Regions from separate parts of the Oryctolagus cuniculus genome. Here all the other regions are linked to region 2. The links are chromatin contacts, called in public Micro-C maps. All regions are on one chromosome and are shown on one strand. Each heading gives the region's core, a stretch centred on a gene start, on an enhancer-like site or on the middle of the called end of the contact. The rest is flanking DNA. Distances are from core to core; before and after follow the strand shown. Region 1 holds the start of DLD (dihydrolipoamide dehydrogenase). Region 2 holds the start of CBLL1 (Cbl proto-oncogene like 1). Region 3 holds the start of DUS4L (dihydrouridine synthase 4 like).

Region 1 (2,943 bases), core at 1-2,500, 180 kb after region 2:
TGGCCCAGCTCCAGCCATCGCGGCCATTTGGGGAGTAAACCAGAGCATGGAATACCCCCCCACCCCGCCTCTCTAATAAATAAATAAATCTTTTTTTTTTCTTTTTAAAAAGGCAGTATGGGTTACAGCTAGAGTCTCTATAACAGACACTTAATATCATTAATTTCTTCTCACCTAAAACTGAGCACTAATAGGCAGGGAGTAATGTATCCCAGTGTTCACACCCACAAAGCCCAGCATGGTGCCAGGTGGTAAGCCTTCAAGGAATGTGGAATGCAGTTCTACTCACATTAAAGACAGTTATCACAAAGCAAGAATCAGGTCTTCGATCTCCATGCTCCATCTCCGACACGCCTTTTCAACCCTTTTGCATCTATTACCTCTTATGAAAATCTTAAATCTCAACCACCATCTCACCATCAATTGTTCTACCTGGGAGGTGTTTCCCAAAGGAGGACACAGAGGGTAGAGTTCTGTGCATGTCCGCAGTCTGTTTACTTAGGGGAGGACACTGTTTATGTCAGTTTGTGGCCCATGCCTTATAAGCAGTGGTTAAGACCAAAGGGATTAGGGGCCTGCGCTGCCTGCGCCTTAGCCAATAAAGCGGCTGCCTGCAGCGCCGGCATCCCATACTTGACTTGGGTCAAGTCCCAAGTCCCGGCTGCTCCACTTCCGATCCAGCTCTCTGCTATGGCCTGGGAAAGCAGCAGAAGATGGTCCAAGTCCTTGGGCCCCTGTACCCGCATGGGAGACCCGGGGGGAAGCTCCTGGCTCCTGGTTTCCAATCAGGTTAGCTCTGGCCGTGGCAGCCATTTGGGGGAGTGAACCAGCGGCTGGAGGATCTCTCTCTCTCTCTGCCTAATAAATAAATACATCACAAACTTAAAAAAAGACCAAAGAGTTTAACCTCAGAGCTTTAGAGACTTCTTCTTTAAGCGATACTGAGGGTTTTGCTTAAGCTCTCAGGAAAACGGAGATAGACAATACTTCATAGAGGAGCGTAAGGATGAAGTGAGATAATGCCTGTGGCAAGCGCCAAGGAATGCCTAGTACATCAAAGAGCTTGTCAAGCTTGCCAACCTTTCCTTTGCTAGTCTGCATAAAATGATAAGTTTACTTGCCTATATCTTTCATATTCCAAGTTTAAGGCTACAGTGCAACCCTGCACATTTCCACAGCATCCCAAAATGCTCCGTCCCACCCCACGCCGCCACAAAGCACTAGGTTCTTTACGACAGTTTACGACGCCGAGCCTGACCCGAACGCCTTGTCCTCGCGGGCCAATCGCGCTGCTCCCCGGGGATGACGTAAGCCGCGCTTGTGCATGCGCAGGGTGGGGAGACCTTGGAAAAGCCGTGGACGCGCTTAGCGGAGGTGAAAGCATTGGAGGAAAGGAAAGTACCGGGGGAAAATGCAGAGCTGGAGTCGTGTGTACTGCTCCTTGGCCAAGGTGAGGACCTCCGAGGTGGGGTCGTGCTGAGCCGGAGGCACGGAGAGGCCTGAGTCCGGGAGCCGGGACGCGGCCTAACTGGTGCGAGTTCGAGAGGCTGGCGGCCTGACCCGGACCTCTTGTGCACCGGCTCCCGCCCGGCCTCGGTCCGGACGTGGCGGTTCCTTCCCTGGCAGCGGGAGCTGAGCAGCCGCGGAGGGGCCCTGCCTCGGCTGGCTGGTGGCGGCCAGCATTTCCCATAGCTGGGCCGAGGGGCGTACCCATAGGCCTCCGCCCGAGGAGAAGGGGTTAGCAGGGACCTGGCGCGTCCTGCTCTCGCCCTTTTCGTAAAGCTGACTCCGGAGTGGCCTGGTTGTCTGCAGTGGGCAGGTAACCTTGAGAGCACTGCTTGAATGGCCCGGATCTCCTCCCCCTCCCCCTCCCCCCCGGGGCTAGCCCCCAGCCCTGTACCATGTTACTTTTTTGCTACACATATCTCTGATATCGTTTAGTGTAGGAAATAGGCACAGTAAAGGATTACCGACAGTCACTAATAAAATAGAGCCATGACTGCTTTCAGTAACATAGGACTTGCCTGTGGCGCTGGGACAGGCGATCATCAGGCCTACCAAGTGAGAACGAATGAGCAGGTAGCATATTGAGGACGAAAGGGTGATTCCTGTCCCAGCTGGTGGGGTGGAATGGCGAAACTTATAACTGATGAACAGAGTTGGTTCCCGAACAACACAGGGATCCGGGTGCCAGGCTCTTGTGCAGTTGAAAAATCTGCGAGGTTTGACCCTCTCTCTCCCCCACCTCCAAACGTTAATAGGGTGCAAGTAAGTGAGTAACGTACAGTTTTTATGTGTTGCATGTTATGTACAGTGAAAAATAAGGGTTGCGAGAGAGAACTTGTCACTGTGATGTGCAGTTTACTGGAGAGAGGAGCTACTGAGGGAGAGACAGCATCACCTGGTGTTTTAAGGAGCTGCAACACTTGAGCTCAGTTGTCCCAGAAAGTGGGATTGTCTGTGCATATTCTGAGCGTTCATCATATAGCTTTTCCTTAATTTTTTTTTTTTATTTGAAAGGCAGAGTTAGAACGTGTGAGAGCTTCCATCTGTTGGTTCATCCCCAAAATGGTTGCAATGGCTGGGGTTGAGTCAGGAGCCGGGAAGGGAACTCCATCTGGTCTCCTACTTGGGTGGTAGGGTCCCACGTTCCTGGACCATCTTCCACTGCTTTTCCAGCCACATTAGCAGGAAGCTGGATCTGAAGCAGAGCAGCTGGGACTTGAACAGGTGCTCCGATGTGGGGTGCTGGCATTGCTGGTAGGAGCTTAGTACACTGAGCTGCCATGCTGGCCCCCTAATTGTTTGTTTGTTTGTTTATAAATATTTCTAGGCTACTCAGTTCATTAAGTTTTTCAAATAGTTGCCAGTCTCCCCCAAAAAGAGAAATTCATGTATAAGTGGTCCTGCACTGTTCAAATACATGTTGTTCAAGAGTCAGCT
Region 2 (2,995 bases), core at 32-2,531:
TATTTACACAGCTCTTGCGTCAGTCTGACTTTTAATTGCTGGGTGAATTGGGATAAAATAATAATAATAATAAAAATAAAAGCACCTCTCTGGTGAAAAATGCTCACCTATAGCAGCACGCACAGGTGGGTGCAAGACTTGGGTCCTCCCCAATCTCCAAACCAATAATCCCAGCGACTGAGAAAGCATGTTTAAAACTCAGAAATAGAGGACATTTTAACAAAAGCAGGGACCCCTTGATTCCTCAACGTCCTTACTTGTGGATACACCTGAACATTTGCTTACGAAGCTGCAGATGACAGAAAGGCTTTTTCAAGAGGTCCCAGTCACCAAACACCACGCTGTGCTGCTAGCAGATGTAACTGTACAACCACGCAGCTGCAACCTATTGCTACCCGCTTTCGCGCCAGCACAGCGTGTAAACACTTCTGCAGACGGTCAGCACCATTGTCGCCCATTGATCCCCTAACGCTCATTGATCCCCTAACGCTGGCACGGAAAGTGTGAACAACCCCGAGGTGAAGATGTCGTCACCAGGGGACCACAAGAATAGAACCCAAATCCCTCGACTCCCAAGCTGCTGTTTTCCACTAATTGTGCTCCTTTCTACTCATCCGAGTGCATCAAGAGCAAAGGGCTGGAGACAGGGGCGGCCACCGGTGAGCCTGGTCCGCGAATCGCCCCCTTGCCACTGCCTGGTTGTGGCTGAGGAAGATGAAGGCAGCAAGCCCAAACCCCTGGGACCGGGAACTGGAACTAGGTACCGCCTGTTGGGGTAACTCTCCCTTCCTCGTTGGAAGCCTTTCCTCTTTTGATCTCTCCCTGCCGGCCAGGCCCTGGCGCGCTCTGCATCTCCCTGCGTTTGTCTCTCCCCTGGAGCGCCACTGTGCCCGGCGCGGCCGGTGTCCCTAGCCCAGGCGGTGGCGCCTTCGTCCGGCCCTCGGGGGAGCTGCTCCAGGGCTCCCTAGTGCCACAAGCGTTTGCCCCGGAAAACGAGCCGTAGTCCAGCATCCCGAGTGTGCTTCAAACTTAAAGAGGCGGGGACGGGGCGGGCAGTATACCCAGGGCGTGCGGCATAGGTTCTCGGGTAGCTCCGCACGACGAAGCACACAGTGCAGACAATCAGCACGGCCTTTCTCTCCGGCTGGGAGCTTCACGCGGCTCAGCCAAGCCCAGGAACACCTCCCAGCGGAGCGCCACTGTTTACACTGGGTCCACACCCGGTGCGGGACACCGACCGCCGCTGCGGAACCGGGGCATGGAGTGGGAGGGGTGGGGTGGGGGATTCCAAACCGTTACTCCGCCCGCCGGGGTGGGGCCGGCCCAACGGCCGAGACTGCGCGGTGGGCCCGGCCGACTCCACGTCCCCCGCGCACTACAAGCCCCAGAAGGCCTCGCTGCACGGGGGGGCGGGCCGCCGCCTCACCTGCCGCGAGCTTCCGCCTTCACCTATTACCGTTCCCACTCCCCGCCCCCGAGCCTCGGCCCCGTCGCTGTCCTGTTTCCACACTTAAAGGCCACTTCCTGTAGAGGCACACGCGAGGGGAAGCCTTGGCACCCTCGGCAGCGGAGCTCTCCCCGTACTATGCCCGGCCTCCTCACCGGAGCGCGGTAGAGGGAGGCGAGAGAAGGAAGTCCCTGCAGGCCAGAGCCTGGGCTACCTGCTCGCACTTCCGCCCCGCGGGCCCGGAAGGCAGCGCGCACGCGCTCGCTGCGACTCCGGCGCGGCCGACTTCCGCTCCCACTGTGCCCCGCGAGCCGAATCATGGATCACACTGGTAAGGAGGCGGAGGCAGTGGGGGTCCCTGTTTCATGCCCCCTTGGCCGGCCTGGGACTGGTCGTCCGGCGGGCGAAAGGGATTCCTCTCGCCCCCTAGCAGTGGAGGGTGGCGGTGGGAAACAAACCCCACAGACCCCTTCCCGGGCCCGGCGGGGCCCTGCTGCTCCCCGGCCTACCCTTCCCGTGTGGTACCTACATCCTCGGTACCGGCAGCAGCCTCTTGTTCTGCTGAGCTCCGCGTCGGCACTGCGGGCGGCTCCGGCTTGGTGGGGAGGGAAGCGTGCTGGCTTTTTCCCCCTTCTTTCTCAGGCTTGCTGCTCGGCCCTGCGTTATGGGGCTCGGGCGGCTAGCGCCAGTCCCGGAGTTGGATTCGCCTCATTACGTTGGGACTGGATGGGCGAGGGTGGCTTGGAGACTTCCTGCTGTCTCTGGCAGCTTTGGGCGGGTGCTGCCGCGGCCACCTCCTGCCGGTATTGTCGCTCTGCTCCTTCGTGGACTAGGCGTTACCGAAGGGAGTCGGATGTAGTTTTCGGGATCACAGTCGGAGCCCGTAACATGGCCCGCGCCTGGGCTGTGGCCCTTGCTCAGCATCATTTAGGGGCATTTGCAAAGGAGCTCTTAAAGCCAAGGCGTTCTCATCCCTTTCTCCAAGTAAGAGTGGCTCCACCCTTTGTTTAAGTTTTTTTTTTTTTTTTTTTTTTTTTTGCCTTTGGCTTTCTCTTGGGTTTGGGATGTTGAATGAGTGCACTTGGCGTTAGTAAGTGCTCCGTTGCGGATACCGACGTGATCACAAGTAGCGGGGAAAAGGCATTTTCTTGCCTTAACGCACCGATTGGATGCCCGCAGTCATCAGCCGTCTACTTAAGTGTATAATTGTGTCTCTGTGTGCGCGCGCGCGGTTGTTTATGTATTGTCAGATGCTTAGAGACACCTGCTGGTCTGGAGACGGAGACCCTCTTCTCATGAAGATCTATCCTAGTGGGGAAGGTAGACAAAATAGTTGTTGTTTTAAACAATATTTACACCCTCTTGAGTGCTTTGGAAGTAAATAAGCGGGTGCCGTGGAGCCCGGAGAGGGTCTCTCTGGCGAGGGAGCGTTTACGCTGGGATCTGGTGTGTGAGAAGGATCCAGCCGTGGAGGAAGGAGAGCATTTCCAGCGGGAGGAAAAGCGGAAGGGCCTCCGGGGTTGCCTGGTTAACAAGAGGGGAAAAAGA
Region 3 (3,017 bases), core at 391-2,890, 200 kb before region 2:
AATCACTGAAGAGAACAGCAAAGAAAACTAAATAAGAAAAGCAGAATTGAGGACTATTTCCCTCTAAGAACTGATTACAATGCATCCTACTAAAACATAGGCCTACCGTTTGGTGTGTGTTGTTCCTGCTATCTGTTCACCTGGGGAAGTCTGTTACACTTCACAACTAACTCCACCTGGAAAGCCTTTCCTGACACTGCCTCACCTGCCCCCAACCCCAGTTACCATCTTCTGAGTGTTCCTGCTTCAGTGTGTACACACTCTTAACTGCTGCCCTTACAGCACTGTATTCCAGGGTGTACTTATATAGCTCTGCCATATTATTTACTTACTAAATGGTGAGCTGCTTGGAGACAGGAACTGTCCACGCAGCACAAGCCCAAGCCTGGTTCAATTACAATTAAAAGGTGCCTGACAGAAACCTCAACCTAGAGAACCTAACACAGTCAGGTTCAGAAGAAAAAAAAAAAAGTTTTGACTACGGAATATAAACTATAAGTAACCAAGAACAGTGATAAAATATCCAACAGAGAAAACAATTTCTAACTTTATTTCAGTCATTCATAACCCAATTTGGTCTACAAATGTTTGTGAAATGTTTCTAACGGTGGTCGATTATAAAACAGTTATACATCACCTATTGTATGCAAGACACTGTCATTGACATTGTGGAATATAAAAAGCAGCTTTCCAACACAGTATTAGAGCTAAAGGCAGGTATACAGATGTTTTTAATGCAGGTACTCCGTGACAGCCACAAGGGAAGAAATTCAGAACACCTGAGGCAGGCCTTATTTTTATGCTTAGGAATTTCAACTTCATTCTGAAGGGTAAGAGATCTGGGGCATGTTAACTGGGTTAGGAGAACCAAGTGTGCTTTTTCCAAGTGTACTATATTTAACTTTTATTTTTGGTAACTTCTCTTTAAAACTGGCTATCAAGAGATGTTACATTCGACACAGTTAATCACACCAAGGGCAAGGAATGCTCAGAACCCTCCCCTGCGGCTGACAGCCTGCAACAGGGGCCACCTGTATTGTCTCAGAATTTGTTAACGGAGGCGTTTCCGACTCTACGTCAAAACGAGCCCTTTCGTTAGCGTCTGCCATCTGTTCTAGTCTCAACACTTTTCAGGGGTTCAAACACTTCACCCTTCCGTCAGGAACTGCGACGGCAGCCTAGTGCGGGATCCTGGAACTTCAGGGGAGCCCTGAGCGCGTGGGAAGTTGCACTAAAATGAGGAGCAACCAGACACCAATTGCCCCCCCCCCAAAAAAAAAAAAAAAAACCTGCAGGAAGGGGGGTTGCAAATCCCTAGGGAAACAGGTTGGTTAGGCCGGCACCCGGACACCAGGGGGCCGGGCGAAGGGAGTGGTCACGCCGAGACCGGAAAACTTTCTGCAAAGCGACGGGTTGAGTCCACTACCCAGTCCCGGACGTGGAGCAGGGCAGTCTCCTAGCCCCACGACCCGGCCAGCCCTAAACTCCTTACCGTCCTGCAGGAGCTCCCGGACTGTCGCCGTAGCCGCTGCAGAGCCCAGAGCCCCAAGGCCAGATACGGCGACGCTGCCGTCGCCACCTTCCATGTTGGCAGGTGCCGGGTTGATGGCGTCAGTGGCCCCGCCTAAGTAGTGACGCAGATTTCCGGCGCCGCCCGCCTTCCTCTTCCCTACCCCCTCCCACGACACTCCGCGACAGCGCGCGCTTCTTAACCCCACGGGTGGACTCACTGTTGGGTGGCGGCTGCACCAAGCCTGGCTGGGAGTCCGGGGGCCGCAGGAGTGGACGCGCGCCAAGGTCTCGAAGGACTCCGGGCAGAGCTTTCTGCTCTCTCCGGCTCGGCCCAGCCAAGGAGAAGAGGGGCGCTGGAACGTGGCCGCCGCGCTCACCGCTGAAGCGAGTATTCAACCGAGATCCAGGGCCTGGCGGCTCAAGGCAAGACGTTGTCGGCAGGCGTGAGTGAGTGGCCACCCAGCTTTATGTGTCCCACGCCCGGAGTGGCAGCCTTGGGAGGGAGGGGGAAGTATGGGAAGAAAAATTGCACGCGAGGAAAAGTGAGGAGCATTAGGGAGAGTTGAAGTATGAATCAGAAAAAAAACAAGGGAGACTCCCTGTCTCTGCGCCCGGTCCCAAGAGTTCTTGCCTTTTTACTTTCCTACCTCTCTCAGTTTTAACCCACATGCTATGAGTGACACCAGGGTTTTTCATCTTAGAAACTGATGGAACTCAACGGTGTTGAAGCTATAAAATCACCAAGTTGGTTCCGATTACATCTCTGCTAATATTTGTGCTTTAATTACCCAGGTTTCTCCCAAGGTAAATGCCGATCAAGTAACAGGGTCAACAGGTGTGGACGCGTTTGCATAAGCATTTCTTCCTAAAAAGAAAGATGCTGTAGTATAACTTCCATTTTATACAGTAGGTTTGGAACCGGGAAATCAATTCCTTCCAACTCCAGAATTGAATGATTCTCTACCATGTGCTAACAGCACTGCACGAAAGTGCTCTGATAGAACTGAGCCTATGCTTAACACTGTTCCAAGTCCCTTTTAAATCTTCAGTCATTTCGTATTCGAGACAACTCAGGTGAGCAAGCTCATGCTACAATGCATCTTGCTTTCTGTTCATTTTTGTCTCAGGTTTTTCCCTAAAACGATTTGTTTCATCTCTATCATAATGCCAGGAAGGTTGACTATTCCAAATGGAGGTCCCATGAATTGCCAAGGTCTGTGTGTTCAGATTCACCTTAGGTTTCAGCTGTAATACACAAAATTAATTGATTCACAATTTTGACTATTAATGAACAGCAGTATCTGTGAATTACATGTGGTTTTTCCATCCTTGGCTTTTTTTTCTTTCTTTAATGTTGGAAGATTTAGAAGAATGCATAGTATTCATTTATCCAATGAAAAATTGTGAGCCCCTACTGTACATCCAGGCATGAGTTTACAAGCATAACACTAAATTCACATCCTAAAGGAGCTGATAGGTAAGGTAGAAAGACATTAAAACAAATG

What was found. Hi-C and Micro-C count contacts between places; a contact is called where the count stands out from the background.
Region 1: a contact with region 2 is called in a Micro-C map of ear pinna, with 5 times the contacts expected there. The contact joins the promoter of DLD here to the promoter of CBLL1 in region 2. A contact is called at or near these places in 2 of 6 Hi-C or Micro-C datasets (ear pinna and an unstated tissue).
Region 3: a contact with region 2 is called in a Micro-C map of ear pinna, with 5 times the contacts expected there. The contact joins the promoter of DUS4L here to the promoter of CBLL1 in region 2. A contact is called at or near these places in 2 of 6 Hi-C or Micro-C datasets (ear pinna and psoas muscle).

The regions. Positions count from the first base shown.
Region 1 is chr3:136,291,233-136,294,175 of mOryCun1.1, reverse strand. DLD (dihydrolipoamide dehydrogenase) reads left to right here and starts at 1,250. Exons shown (of 14, transcript XM_051849690.2): 1 at 1,250-1,450. The coding sequence starts at 1,412.
Region 2 is chr3:136,467,831-136,470,825 of mOryCun1.1, reverse strand. CBLL1 (Cbl proto-oncogene like 1) reads left to right here and starts at 1,281. Exons shown (of 6, transcript XM_070071147.1): 1 at 1,281-1,778. The coding sequence starts at 1,766.
Region 3 is chr3:136,666,070-136,669,086 of mOryCun1.1, reverse strand. It overlaps DUS4L (dihydrouridine synthase 4 like), which reads left to right and starts at 1,640. Exons shown (of 7, transcript XM_002712114.5): 1 at 1,640-1,959. It overlaps COG5 (component of oligomeric golgi complex 5), which reads right to left and starts at 1,626. Exons shown (of 22, transcript XM_008258350.4): 1 at 1,493-1,626. The coding sequence starts at 1,586.